3 separate regions of the Sus scrofa genome follow, and all the other regions are linked to region 3. A link is a contact called in public targeted proximity ligation data. All regions are on one chromosome and are shown on one strand. The core of a region is the stretch at or near the end of the contact, and the rest is flanking DNA. Distances in the headings are between cores, read along the strand shown.

Region 1 (4,584 bases), core at 1,178-3,677, 450 kb after region 3:
CCCTTAACCCACTGAGCAAGGCCTGGGATCCAACCCACATCCTCACAGAGACTAGTCGGGTTCTCAACCCACTGAGCCATAATGGGAACTCCAAGACGTTTCTTAAAATAGCCATTTTTCTCACCCAAATTCCCACTCAACAGCTATACCCAGCCCATTCTCTCTCCAGAGAGCAGCTTCCCATGTTTTCTTACGCAGATTAAGTGTCTGACTTCTAGCATCCTTCCATCACAGCCATCATCTAATTCAGCCGTAAGAAATGGGGGCAGGGGAGCCAAGCAGCTCAGAATCCTCCCTTAGAAAGCTGGAAGGGAAGAAAGGCTGGAACTACCTGTGCCTCGGGGTCTTGATCCCAGGAGTGAGAACAGGGAAAGAGAAGGAAAAGGATGCCTATAGGGCCATTAGTACCTGAGGGTCCCTCTCCAGCCTCAAGACGGCAGCCAACAGAACAGGGCTGGGTTCCAACATGGCTGCCCTGATGTTCGCCTGCAGGCAGAAGGCGGGCGGTGAGATCCTGGGGACTCTCCCTAAGTTCCTGGGTCAACTTTACCCAAACTGGGGTAATTGCAACATATCTCTGTCTGTGAAGCAAGAGGTTTGAAGGATTCAGATGGTTTTGATGAAACATGGTGTGCGGCCAAAAGGGAAAAATCGGGATCCACATCTAGTTTGATATGCATTTCCTGTACGCCTTTCAAAAGATGTCTAAGATTCAGAATAACTGGGTCCAGTTTCATCTGGTACACGGTGAAGTTAAAGAGCTATGGGAATGAGTGTGTTTTGCAGGTTCCAAAGTTACTAATTAGTTCCGTGACATTAAGGTTAATGAGATAAAACATCTATAAATCAAGCTGACGCCTGATTCAAGAAGAAAGCCCCCAACTCCTTCTCCACCATGAAAACCCTATACTCTCACTTTTTCGGGCTATCCATTGGATTAGATTTGATTATGTGTGAACATATACACATGTATAATTATAAAATTCATACTTAAATTATATTTACCTGGCCCAAAGCTCCTCACTAAATTTATTCAAAACCGATAAGACAGTAAGGTGGATGTTAACTATGAACAGAATGAACGGATTTGATGAAAGTTTTAGGAGCGACCCTCCCCAAAGAGCGAAAGTCTATATATTAGATTCAAGATATGTGTCACTTCAAATGCGGACACAGAACTCCAGAAAATAAAATTATGGCTTTTATGGACAGAAGCTAAAGGTATTTTTGGAGCTTAGAGAATATTCTGATGAATCCTTTTGTAATTCGAAGGATCCTATCCCACTTACAGTCTCAATGTGTACATTTGGGTTTTTCAAGACGGTTATGAGTTTAGGATCCAGAGTAAGAGGAACCAGGAGCCCTGCCTTCTGCCACTTACTAGCCCTGTGTCCTTGGGCAAATCACTTACACTTCTGTGCCTCAGTTTCTGCTAAGAATAGAAGATCTCATAGAGTTTGCAGAGAATGAAATGTGATAACTCACGTAAATCTCTTCGCACAGGGCCTGGCACATAGTAAGCACACTGTGATGACCATGAGTGGTGTGGAGCCTAGCTGACCTCAGAATGTCCTTCTTGAGCCTTCTGCAGGCACTACATCGCCTTGAAGCCGGGGTGTAGTGAGACAAAGTTCTTTGCCATTGAGGATGAAGTTATGTTGCTCATGTTCAAGCTAGTTTGAGGGCAATCTGCATGTAGCAATTTTCCTTTGTCAAGGACTTGATGCACCTTCTCTTTTTTCTCTCTCACAGACCCTTTCCTTTTTTCAACTTAAAAGATTAAAAGAGTTACGGTGTTCTGGGCATCCAGATCCCTGGGAGATGGAGAGTAGCCTAGAGTCTCATTTACATTTGATAGACGTGGCCTGGAATGGAAATGGCATGCCCTAGGGCTTATTTTCAGGCTTTGGCTAACCGGAGGAAATTTCCAGATCTTTGGAGGCTCTCTCATCCTTTACACTGGATCCACTTCCTCCTGGAAGAACGTGTGGGAAGCATGGTCTGGTGGGAGCAGATTCTCTAAACAACTATCTCACTTCTGGATGACCCCAGTGTGAGTGTGTGTGTGTGTGTGTGTACACCAGTGCATGTCTGCATTCCTGGCAGGCAAAGATATTCTCTTCAGCTACAAGTTAAAAGAGCACAAGTCCACGGATGTGGGTAAACCCTAACACAAAGGATCAATTACTGGCTCTGATGGCCAGAAAGTGAACCCCACTTCAGTTAGGAGGGGAGAAGAGGAAGCTGAAGCTCTGCCAAGAGCAGAGCCCTGCAGCTGCAGCCCAGGCTGGCCCAGCCCCGCCGACCTTTGCTGAGTCTTCGAAGAACACAGGCCTGCCTGTTGCATCAGCTGCTACCCAGCCGCCCTTCCCTGCCCCACCCTGGAAAGTGGTAAGGCAGTGAGGCAACCACTCAGGCAGGGGGACGTCTGGGGGAAACTGTCTCACTCCTTCCAGCCAGGCCCCACCCAACAGGCACTTCTCTAATCCATGAAGGCCACGAAGGGAAAGCAGTCCTCCGGCCCAGAGTCGCCCCCACTGTCCTGACTCTGCCTGCACTCCCTTCCACTCCCCGCTGGGCACAGTGGGTGATAGACCTCTGAGCCTTCTGTTTGGGCCACGGTGGGCCCTTACAGAGGATAACATTGAAGCCCAGAGAAGCAAAATGACTTGCCAAAGAGCCCACAGCTAGATTGCATCAGCTTGTTCAGATCACAGCTCCCATATCCTCCCTCCTGAACAACCTCAGCAACAGCCAAAGGACCAAAGTGTTTGGCCTTGGCCAGTCTTTGAAGGGAAGCCAACACCTGAAATGAGTGCTCTGAGATCTGTGAAGCCATAGAAGGTGGAGAGTAGGATGCTTAGCAGATTCTAAGGAGTGAGGTTGAAACCCATTCTGAACATGTGCCAAAGAGTCCCTTAATCCAAGTCTTGCAGGAACACAGGCCAATTTCAGGCTCAGCTGGGGCAGGAGCAGACTGTCCGGGGAGGAGGAGACAGCCCTTTCTGGATCCGTCCCAGAAAGACGAACCGATGCCTGGCTCCACCTCAGGCCTTCAAGCCCCCTCAATCCTGGAATCTCCCAGGGCCACGAAGGCAGGTGGGCAGGTTTGAGGTTGAACTCAACTACCAGGCCCACTGTGGGGGCTCAGAATGGGCCAAGAAGGCAGCCATTGACAGAAGGTGTCAACATGGGATTCCAGCCTACTGGGTTGAGCTCAGTAACTACTGACAATGCTATTGATTTAAAGGGTATATGAGAAGCTATAACTACAAACAAATCCACATACATATCTTTGTTAAAAAACCATTTTACTGAGGTATGATTGATATACAACAAATTGAAGATATTTGAGATACACAGTTTGATAAGTTTGGACTATACACATTCTTCTGGGTTTTTTTTTTTTGGTTTTGGGGGAGGGGTTTTGTGGCCACAGCCACAGCATATGGAAGTTCCCAGGCCAGAGACTGAATCCAAGCCACAGCTGTGACCTATGCCACAGCCATGGCAACACCAAATCCTTAATCCACTGTGGATCAAACCGTGCCTCCACAGTGACCTGAGCCACTGCATTTGGATCCTTACTGCTTTGCCACAGAGGGAACTCCCCCCACATTCCTTATTAACATGTGGTTCCACTGATGCTCAGGCCAAGAGGTGGCCAGCGTCCCTGGGTCCCCTGCAGCTGAGAAGTGCAGCCTCGGGGAGCTTTAGCTGATGAAAAATCAACATTGGCTCCTGCCTTCCTGGGGCCTCGTTTTCATAACCACCTTCTTCAGCTTTTAACCTGAGGGCTGCCAGCAACAGGTGCTATCCTGCAGTTTTAAGGCTTTTTTTCCTGGACTCTGGAAACCTCGTGCTGAAAGTCTGATGCTGATATGACAGACCCTCCAGCTGTGTAGCTGGCACATGTGTTTCTGCTGAAGACAACATGTACTCTGACTGGCTTCTAGAATCGCCCACATTCTTGCAGACCCTTGGGATGTGAGAGCTCAGCCATGGTCTCCTGCTGACACCCAGGTCCTAGGTGATAAAAATTCTTCTACCCACCTTTCTGATCCAGGGTTCTACTTCTACAATGCAATTACTTGTCTTGAATTTTCACCAACATTTCAAAGGGGCAAGAGGCATTCTTCCTTCTTTTCAGCCTGCTGTACACAGGAGGTTTTTCCAGCTGCCAGTTAAAATGCCGGGGCCCAGCAGGTACCCAGTGGGCACAGTCCCACCCCACTATTAGGTGCGTTCCTGGGAGAGACCTCGAGTCCACATGGAAACAGTAGGATCGGGCTTCCGTGTGTCCAAGGGACTTCCCCATGAGGCCACCGAGTCCCTGGTGTGCCTAGAAAGTCACCATTACACATCACCCCTCACCCTTCCCGAAGGACAGTAAGGAAGCAAGAGCCTGCGAATGGACAACCCCATGGAGGAGGGGGCAAGGAAGGCACAGAAGCTCACAGAGAGGACAGGGAGATGGCCTGAGAGTGAGAGGATCTGGTACAGTCACCATGGGGAAGCAGGTGACAGGAGAGGGGTCAGGGAGAAGCCCAAGTGAGGAGCCTCAGGCAACAGAAGGGGGTCCAA
Region 2 (4,439 bases), core at 1,892-4,391, 470 kb after region 3:
AAATAAAATGCGACATCACTCTACATCCTGAAATGCTCTTTGGCTATAGGAAGGAATGAAGAATGGTACATGCTACCATACAGGTAAATCTTGAAAACATTATGCAAAGTGAAAGAAGCAAGTCACAAAAGTGACATATGCAATTCCATTTATATGTGACGTTCAGGATAGGCACCTCTATAAAGCTGGAGAGTGATTCATGGTTTCTTAGGGCTGGGAGCAGTGGGCTTTAGTGGCAAGATTTCTAAAGGGTATGGGGTTTCTTTTTTGAGGTGACGAAAATATGCCAAAATTGACTGTGATCATAGGTGCACATATCCAGGAATACACTATAAACCATTGAACTGTACAAGCTACATGGGCAAACTATAGGGGATGTGAATAACACCTCAACAAAGCTGCTATAACAATAATATGTACAGAGAGAGAAAAAGAGAGAATGAGAAGACAAAGTGAGTGATAAGTACGGGAAAACATTACTGACTGTTAAATCCGGGAGAAGGATATTCAGAAGTTCATTGTACTATCCTGCAGCTATTCGGAGTTTGAGATTATTTCAAAATAAAAGGTTGATTTTTTTAAAAAAGAAATTTTCCATTTACCTATCTTCCATCTAGAAGGTGCCTGCAGAAAAGACCGTCGCTTGGGCTCTGGCGTCTGCTGGGCTGGGCTCCAAGGTCGACCCCACTGGTTTATTAACTGTGTCACTTCGACGGAATTACTTGACCTCCCTGGACCTCAGTTTCCTCATCTGTAAAATGGTAATGAAGCCAGTATTAATTTCCAAGAGAGGCAGTACACATAAAGCCCTGAATTTTTTTTAAGTGTAAGTACTCAAAAAATATGATCGTTATTACTCATTCCAAAACAATTTTGAAATAATTTGGTTTTCCTTTGGCATTACAAAAGTAATACCTGTCTCATTATGGACATTTTAGAAAATGCAGATATACAAGCAAAGAAATAAAAATCACCTGGAAAGCCCACATTCTGTGAAAATCACTATTAACACTTTGGGATTTGATTGGGTTGTGATAGGATTTACGTATACAGGATATAATATTTAGCAAATTGTTCAAGTTCTTTTGCAACATGCTTTGTTCACTGTATGCACCAGACATCGAATGAGTATCTACCGCTGCTCAAGGACTGGGTTTAATGCCGAGGAGTCTGAAATGAGTAAGACAGACATCAGCTCTTAGGAGCAAAATCTAGAGGCGTGTATTAGCCAATACTTAGAGGACAATTTGATGAAAGTCATATTGAGGAAAAAAAAAAAAAAAAGGAAAGGAAAGGGCCTGCCTGGCTTGGCCTGTAGGCATGAGAAGAGCTTCTCAGAGGTTCCAGCGGATAGACCTTTCAAACAGAAACGAGGAAGCGCCGACTGGGCAGAGCAAAGAGTACGTGCTGACCAGCGGAGGAGGTTCCTGGGCTGCTTCCGTAGTGGCTCATGGTAGGGGGCGGGGAGGGAGAGCAGCGTGCCTGTCACCCCATCCTAAGCGGCCGTGAATGCCAGGCCAGTGTTTCTGGACTACAGCACAGCCTTCGAGGGTTTGAACAGTCCTTCAGCCTACTAACTCTCCCCCTTACGACACAGGATTTAAAGTCCTACTTAGGAGGCAGATCGGCTGAGTTCAAATCCTGGCTGCATAGCTTACCAGCTGTGTAACTTTGGGCAAGCTCCTCAACCTCTCTGAACTTTGATTTCTCACATAGACAATGGGAGAAATAATAGACCTAAGTTCACTCACTTGCTGTGAGGATTAAGTGCATTTACAGTACATGGAGTTCCGCTGTAGCTCAGCAGGTTAAGGCCCCGATGTTGTTTCTGTGAAGTTGTGGGTTTGATCCCTGGCCTTGCTCAGCTGGTTATGGATATAAGCTGCACCATAGGTCACAGATGGGGCTGGGAGCTGGCATTGCTGTGGCAGGTTGCAGCTGCAGCTCTGATTTGACTCCTGGCCCAGGAACTTCCATATGCTGCAGGTGCATCTGTAAAAAAGAAAAAAAACAAGGAGTTCCCATCGTAGCGCAGTGGTTAACAATCTGACTAGGAACCATGAGGTTGTGGGTTTGATCCCTGCCCTTGCTCAGTGGGTTGGCGATCCGGCGTTGCCGTGAGCTGTGGTTTTGGTCAAAGACACGGCTCGGATCCCGAGTTACTATGGCTCTGGCATAGGCCGGTGGCTACAGCTCCGATTAGACCCCTCGCCTGGGAACCTCCATATGCCGTGGGAGCGGCCCAAGAAATGGCAAAAAGACAAAAAAAAAAAAAAAGAGAGAGAGAGAGAGAAAAACAAGAATTTACAGAACATATAGCATGCTTAGGGCAATGTCTGGAATAGATTAAGTAACAAGTATTTATTATGATTTTTCGCCTATAATCTCCTCAACCCTCTCTTCTAGCAGCTGAATCTTCAGTAACTTCTTTTTTTTTTTTTTTTAGGGCTGCACCTGCAACCTACACCACAGCTCATGGCAATGCCAGGTCCTTAATCCACTGAGCGAGGCCAGGGATCGAACTCGCAACCTCGTGGTTCCTAGTCAGATTCCTTTCCCCTGTGCCACTCCTGAATCTTCAGTAATTTAACTCCAATAATAAAGAGCAAGGTGGGATGTTCGGGGCTTCCGAGACCATAGAAGCAGACTCTGCCAGAGCTGGAGCCATGTGCTCCTTCCAGCCAGGGCCTGGGTGTGGGAGGAAGTCAAACAAAGGAGCCTCCTTACTTCCGGGAGCACACCCCCCCATCCCTCCTATCAGGAAGCTGTCCCCTGGGGCTGGGGCTGGGGCTGAGCCCACACAGCTGCCTCCTCCCTTGAAGGGAAAGCTCTGATGGGAACACTTTTCTCTGGGGAGGAAATGGGCAGGGAATGACATTCGCGTCCCCACCAGTATGCAAATGATCTTGTGAGACAAGTGATTTTGCAGGAAAACACATCCTGTTCTCTCCACAACATTTCCCTTGACGTCTGGGGAACCAGTTGGATGGCCAGGGCCACAGCAGTTGTTCAGAGAGCTCCTGACCACCAGCCCGTATCCCCCAGGAGCCAGAGGGCTGGGCACCCCTGGGTTTGGCAGCTGGAAAGAGAGCTGGTCTAGGGCCCCTCTCCAGCCAGCTTCCTCCAGACAAGGAAGAGAGGAGGCCTGGTGGACCAGCGTCAGGGGAGCCAGTAATCCCAGCCTCGGGGCTGACTCAGCCCATAATCCACTATGGACAAATCATTTCTCTCTCAAGGCCTTAGTTTCCTGATCTATAAAATGAGATGGTTACATCAGGTCAAGCGTTTGCAACTTGGGGAACACAGACCCTTAATGAGTAATAGGCCTCAGGAGGTTGGTGCTGCCCTCGACTGAATGCAAATTTCTAGGCACTTGTGTTGGGTTCTTGGTTTTTGTTTGTTTGTTTTGTCTTTTTAGGGCCATGCCTGAGGCATATGGAGGTTCCCAGGCTAGGGGCAGAATCTGAGTATAGCTGCCAGCCTACGCCACAGCCACAGCAACTCAGGATCCACCACGTCTGCGACCTACACCACAGCTCACGGCAACACCAGATCCTTAACCCACTGAGCGAGGCCAGGGATTGAACCTGTGTCCTCGTGGATGCCAGTCAGGTTCTTTTCCACTGAGACACGATGGGAACACCCTGGCTTGGGTTTTTCATCTCCACCAGACATGCACCTCTGCCTCCCCCTGGTTCCTTACAGAAGATTCAGCCAAGCCAGACTCAGCTTGGTGTTCCACAATTAAATCGGTTAAGTTGCTACAATTAAATTCTCAAGTTTTTCCAGCCAGAAAGTCCATCAAATTGAAGAGTGGAGACTCACTGCCTGGTCTCTGGCGGGGCGGGGAGGTCACCAAGCGTGTGAGGGAGTGACAGTCAAAGCAGTGGGCACCCTCTCCTCATCCAGGACACCTGCAGCCCTGAGGGCCTCAGCGTCTCCCACTCAGCCAAACCGCCCTCACCCTGGGGCAGCTTTGTGCTTCTGGTCTCCACTCACACCTTCTCCTTTGCCTACAAAAATATGCTGGTTTCTAGGCTGGCCTCTCCTGGCCTTAACTAAAATGTCTTCACAAGTTTTTTATGACCTGGAAAAATGCTTGTGATTTGGTGTTATGTTGGGGAAAAAAAAAAAGAAAGAAAGAAAAGAGGGCATATATACAAAATGGTATATCTATAAAAAGTCTCAACTCCAAAATATCAGCCATATAGAAATAGGTATGTTATATTGGAGTTCCCACCATGGCTCAGTGGAAATGAATCTGACTAGTATCCATGAGGACGCAGGTTCGATCCCTGGCCTCGCTCAGTGGGTTAAGGATCTGGCATTGCCTGGAGCTGTGGTGTAGGTCTCAGATGCCCCTTGGATCTGGCATTGCTGTGGCTCTGGTGTAGGCCAGTGGCTACAGCTCCCATTAGACCCCCCAGCCTGGGAACCTA
Region 3 (4,371 bases), core at 532-3,031:
CAGGAAGGGGGGAGAAAAGCTTCTTCCTTCTTGTCGCATCTTGATCCCTGGCCTGTAACCTGCAGTTGATTCCATCACAATTTCTTTAAGAAGAGGAACTGTTTTCAAATACTAGTCCTCAGGAATAAGTGGATTTATTGTTCGTTGTAAATGTACAACCTTGAGGCTCCAAGGAATGGCTTTATTGCTCAGCTACTGCACACACAGAGGTTATTTGTCCTAGGAATTGACTTTTGAACCATATTTATTGGAAAAAACCCAATACATATATATATAAATATATATAAAACCATTATACTGGACACTTTAAATAGCCCATGTTTTTATTTTTCGATTATATTTCAATAAAATTGGGGGAAAAAAAAATCAGTGCATACCATAGCTCTCCTACACTAAAGCCACAAGCTTTTTTTTTTTTGCTTTTTTTAGGGTTGAATCTGTGGCATATGGAAGTTCCCAGGCTAGGGGTGGAATCGGAGCTCCAGGCTCCAGGTGCTGGCCTACACCACGGCCACAGCAACACCGGATTCGAGCCCTGTCTGCCACCTACACCGCAGCTCGGGGCAACGCCAGCTCCTTAACCCACTGAGCGAGGCCAGGGATTGAACCTGAGACCTCATGGATACTAGTCAGTTACTGGTGTAGCCACAACGGGAGCTCCCCACGAGCATTTCTCCCACACCTCCTTTCTCCTCACTGCACGCAGATTTTAATGGTCAACAGAAGATGCGAAGAATAAAAAAAATCCTTCTGCCTGACCAGGGTAGAGAAGTGTATCGACCTGGCTCCTGACTCGCAGTATTTATAAAGGCTCAGCCCCTTAATGGACAGCAGGAGGCAACCTCACCTACACACCACTGGTCTCTGCTCAAAGCCTGTGGGTAGCTGGAGCTTGGCTTGCGCACACACAAAAATGAAAAGATACCAGAAGATGCGATTGGCCAGGCTACTAGTACAGAGCACTTTATAATTTGTTTCCAAAGTGCCCTCATTTGGATTTTTACGGCAGCCCTACGTAGTAGGTAACGAGTGTTAACATACTCATTGCAGCGATGGGAAGACTGAGGCTTGAGATGGATGACTTACCCAAGGTTTAAGCCTGTTAAAAACTCAGATACCCAGGGCTGCACCCCGGAGAAGCTGATTTATATTAAGCTCAGCGGGTCTGAGGGGTGACCTGGTTCCCGAGTGGAGGCGAGTGCGGGTGGGTGGTCCTCACACCTGCTGTGCACGGCATCCGGAAGGTGCACAACAGGATGGGGGGCGGGGGCGGTGGTAAAACCACATTTGCCTCCCATCCCTGAGGCATCGGGTCACTGACTGTCTGAAGGGTGCTGTGGACGAAAGGAGATGACGAAAACACAGACGTGCCCTTAAGGAGCTCAAGGCCCGGCGTGGGAGACGTTTCAAGAAACAACTAGAAAAAAGGTGATCACTGCTGAATGTGCACATGGGAAGATGAAGCAGATCGCATGCGGGTAACCCGAAGGCAAGGCAAGGGAGCAGGCCAGTCAGGACTGCAGCGGGGAGTAAGGAGGACACAAGAGACTCTTCGACGAGGCAAGGCACGGGGTCTGTGGTTAGGAGCTCTGTGGGCAGCAGACCAGGGGGCCTGGGCCACACTGGGCAGCGTTCTGCCCCCCTGAGAAAAGCCCATGTCATACTTCAGGTGGCCCAGTGTGTCTCCAGGTCACAGGGCATCTGCCTGGGGAAGGACGAAGGAGATCTGAGGGTCCGGCCTGATGCAGGTCAAGGGTGGAGTGGGCGGGACAGGAAGTTCAAGTCAAAGGAGAAGTTCTGTGCCGTCATAGCCAGCGAGCTGTCCTGGAGCGACGGCAAAGGCTGGGGTTTGAGCCTGAACCTCGGCCAGTTTCATTACTTAACATCCCTCTTTTATACCCACACCTTCTAAACTTACACTGCAGCTCAGACCTTCCCTGAACTCAGGACGCACAGAGTCAGCTGCCTACTCAACGCCTCCGCTTGGATGCCTGCTCAGCGGCTCCACGTGGACGCCTGAAATGTGCTCCCAAGTGAGCCGCTCCCAAGCAAACCGCCTGCAAAACCGACTGCTCTCGCTCTCATCCCACTTCAGCCAACAGAGGCTCCAAGCGGAAGCTTCTCTTTTCTTTTTTCTCCCCCCTTTTAGGGCTGCACACTGCAGCATAGGGAAGTTCCTGGGCTAGGGGTCGAATCGGAGCTGCAGCTGAGGGCTACACCAGGGCCACAGCCACTCAGGATCCGAGCCGCATCTGTGGCCTATACCGTAGCTTGTGGCAATGCTGGATCCTTAACCCACTGAGTGAGGCCAGGGATCCAACTCACATCTTCATGGATACTAGTTGGTTTTTTAACCCGCTGAGCCACAACGGGAGCTCCTGAAAGCTTCCTCGGAGCCAGACCAATCAAGTGTAACTTCTCATCTAGATTCTCACCCCTGCGGATAAGCTGGGGCTGCTCCACCTCAGAGCACTGACTCAGCTCTTCTGCTGTTCCTCTGTCTGCAGCTCTCTTCCCAGGCATCTGCAGGGCTTGCTTTTTTTTTTTTTTTTTTCCGGTCTTTTGTCTTTTTAGGGCCTCACCCGTGGCGTATGGAGGTTCCCGGGCTAGGAGTCTAATTGGAGCTGTAGCCACTGGCCACAGCCACAGCCACAGCAACTCGGGGATCCGAGCCATGTCTGCAACCTACACCACAGCTCATGGCAACGCTGGATCCTCAACCCACTGAGCAAGGCCAGGGATCGAACCCGCAACCTCATGGTTCCTAGTCGGATTCGTTAACCACTGAGCCACAATGGGAACTCCAGGGCTCACTTCTTCATCTGCTTCAGGTCTTCCTCAAATACCACCTTCTCAGGAAGGCCTCCTCAACAACCTATTTACAATAACCCGCCTCCTTTCCCAGTAGCCCCGCCTCTTTGTTTTACTTTTTTACGGCCTGTTATCTCCACATAACATCCAGCATATTGTATTTGTTTATTGTCTTCCTCTACCCCCCTCATCACCCTTTACGAGATTCTAAACTCCTCCAGAATGGGGAGTTCTGTCCGTTCTGTTTACTGCTAGAACACCACAAATAAGAACAAGGCCAAGTTCATCAATAGGCACTCGATACATATTTGTGGTATTAAAGCTGAATGGATAAATAAAATACGAGAGTCAAATTTCCAAAATGCACATTAGCAGTCAGTAAATGTATCTTTTCTGAAGCAGTCACTATGAAAAAGAAGGTTTTCAGGCTCTAGGACAAGGTCTGGCAAACTTTTGCAGTAATGGCCCAGGCAGTCAATATTGTTCTTGTGCAGCCGTAAGGTTTCAGTGGAAACGCCTCCGCTCTGATGCCGCAGCAGGAAAGCAGCCATAGACAATATGTACATGAGAATGCACGGCTGTGTTCCCATAAAATGTTATTTATGGACGCTGAAGTGAATTTCACATAATTTTTACAAGTCACAGATTATTAGGCTTTAAATGTTTTCCTAATCATTTAAAAATTGTAAAGAATATCATTCTTAGCTCACAGACTATACAGAGCAGGCTGCAGGCTGGATCCGGCCAGTGGGCTGTAGTTTACCGACTCTTGATCTAGGATTAGAGGATCACTTGACAGTTCCCCAGAGGCTGGAAGGTAGGAAAAATATTCAGGAAGAAACAAAAGCCAAAAGACCCAGATTAGATTAACCAAAATGAAAAGCAGGCCCTTTGGTCAACCCTCTTAGCAACTCCATTTGATCAGCAGGTAAAGCACAAAAATCAGCCTTTTCCAGGCCAAAGGGTGGGGTGAACGACTAGGCAGCTCGTGGACTGTGGGAGTTCTCAGAATGATATTGGATTAGAGCTGTGCAAGAGCGAGCTATTTATACGATTTCAAATGACGCTTGAGGCATATTCTGGTGCTTTTACTTCTATGCTAGGTGAAAATGCTGCCTACAAAAGCCTTCCTCCCACCCAAAATACTAGCTGTTCGTTGGTGACTGAACCTCAGAAATATTAAGATGAATCATATCTGCTCTTTTCACAGTGCAAGAAGAGATAATTTTAAAACTCAGAAAATGTCTCAAACCACACAATAGAAAAGCTGCCCAGCCTGAATGTTGTAAATAAATAAGAGCCCAGTCCTACATGGACACCTTCCTCGCTTAGATTCCAAGGCAGTGTCCTAGGACCTGACTCCAGGTCGGCTGGTGTTAAAAACGTGTCGGTTCTGAGCATCTGAGGATGGAAGGCAGCCTCTGCTGCCCAGCCCTCTTCCCCGGGGCCCTCCCAGGTTAGCTCTGCTGTGCCTGGTAGCCCACAGCACTCAGCCTGGACTTTCTCAAGCTGCTCTTCTTCTCACCTGCAGGCAGCTCGCGGCGCCCCATTTACCGCGCT

What was found.
Region 1: a contact with region 3 is called in a targeted proximity ligation map of alveolar macrophages. A contact is called at or near these places in 2 of 2 datasets of targeted methods (alveolar macrophages and skeletal muscle).
Region 2: a contact with region 3 is called in a targeted proximity ligation map of alveolar macrophages, with 4 times the contacts expected there. A contact is called at or near these places in 2 of 2 datasets of targeted methods (alveolar macrophages and skeletal muscle).

What each region holds. Positions count from the first base shown.
Region 1 is chr3:111,450,419-111,455,002 of Sscrofa11.1, forward strand. No RefSeq gene overlaps it. Among named protein-coding and RNA genes, the nearest start is that of MRPL33, 14 kb to the left of the region's middle.
Region 2 is chr3:111,471,705-111,476,143 of Sscrofa11.1, forward strand. No RefSeq gene overlaps it. Among named protein-coding and RNA genes, the nearest start is that of MRPL33, 35 kb to the left of the region's middle.
Region 3 is chr3:111,004,815-111,009,185 of Sscrofa11.1, forward strand. The region is part of intron 7 of BABAM2 (BRCA1-A complex subunit BRE); the gene reads right to left. Among named protein-coding and RNA genes, the nearest start is that of FOSL2, 160 kb to the left of the region's middle.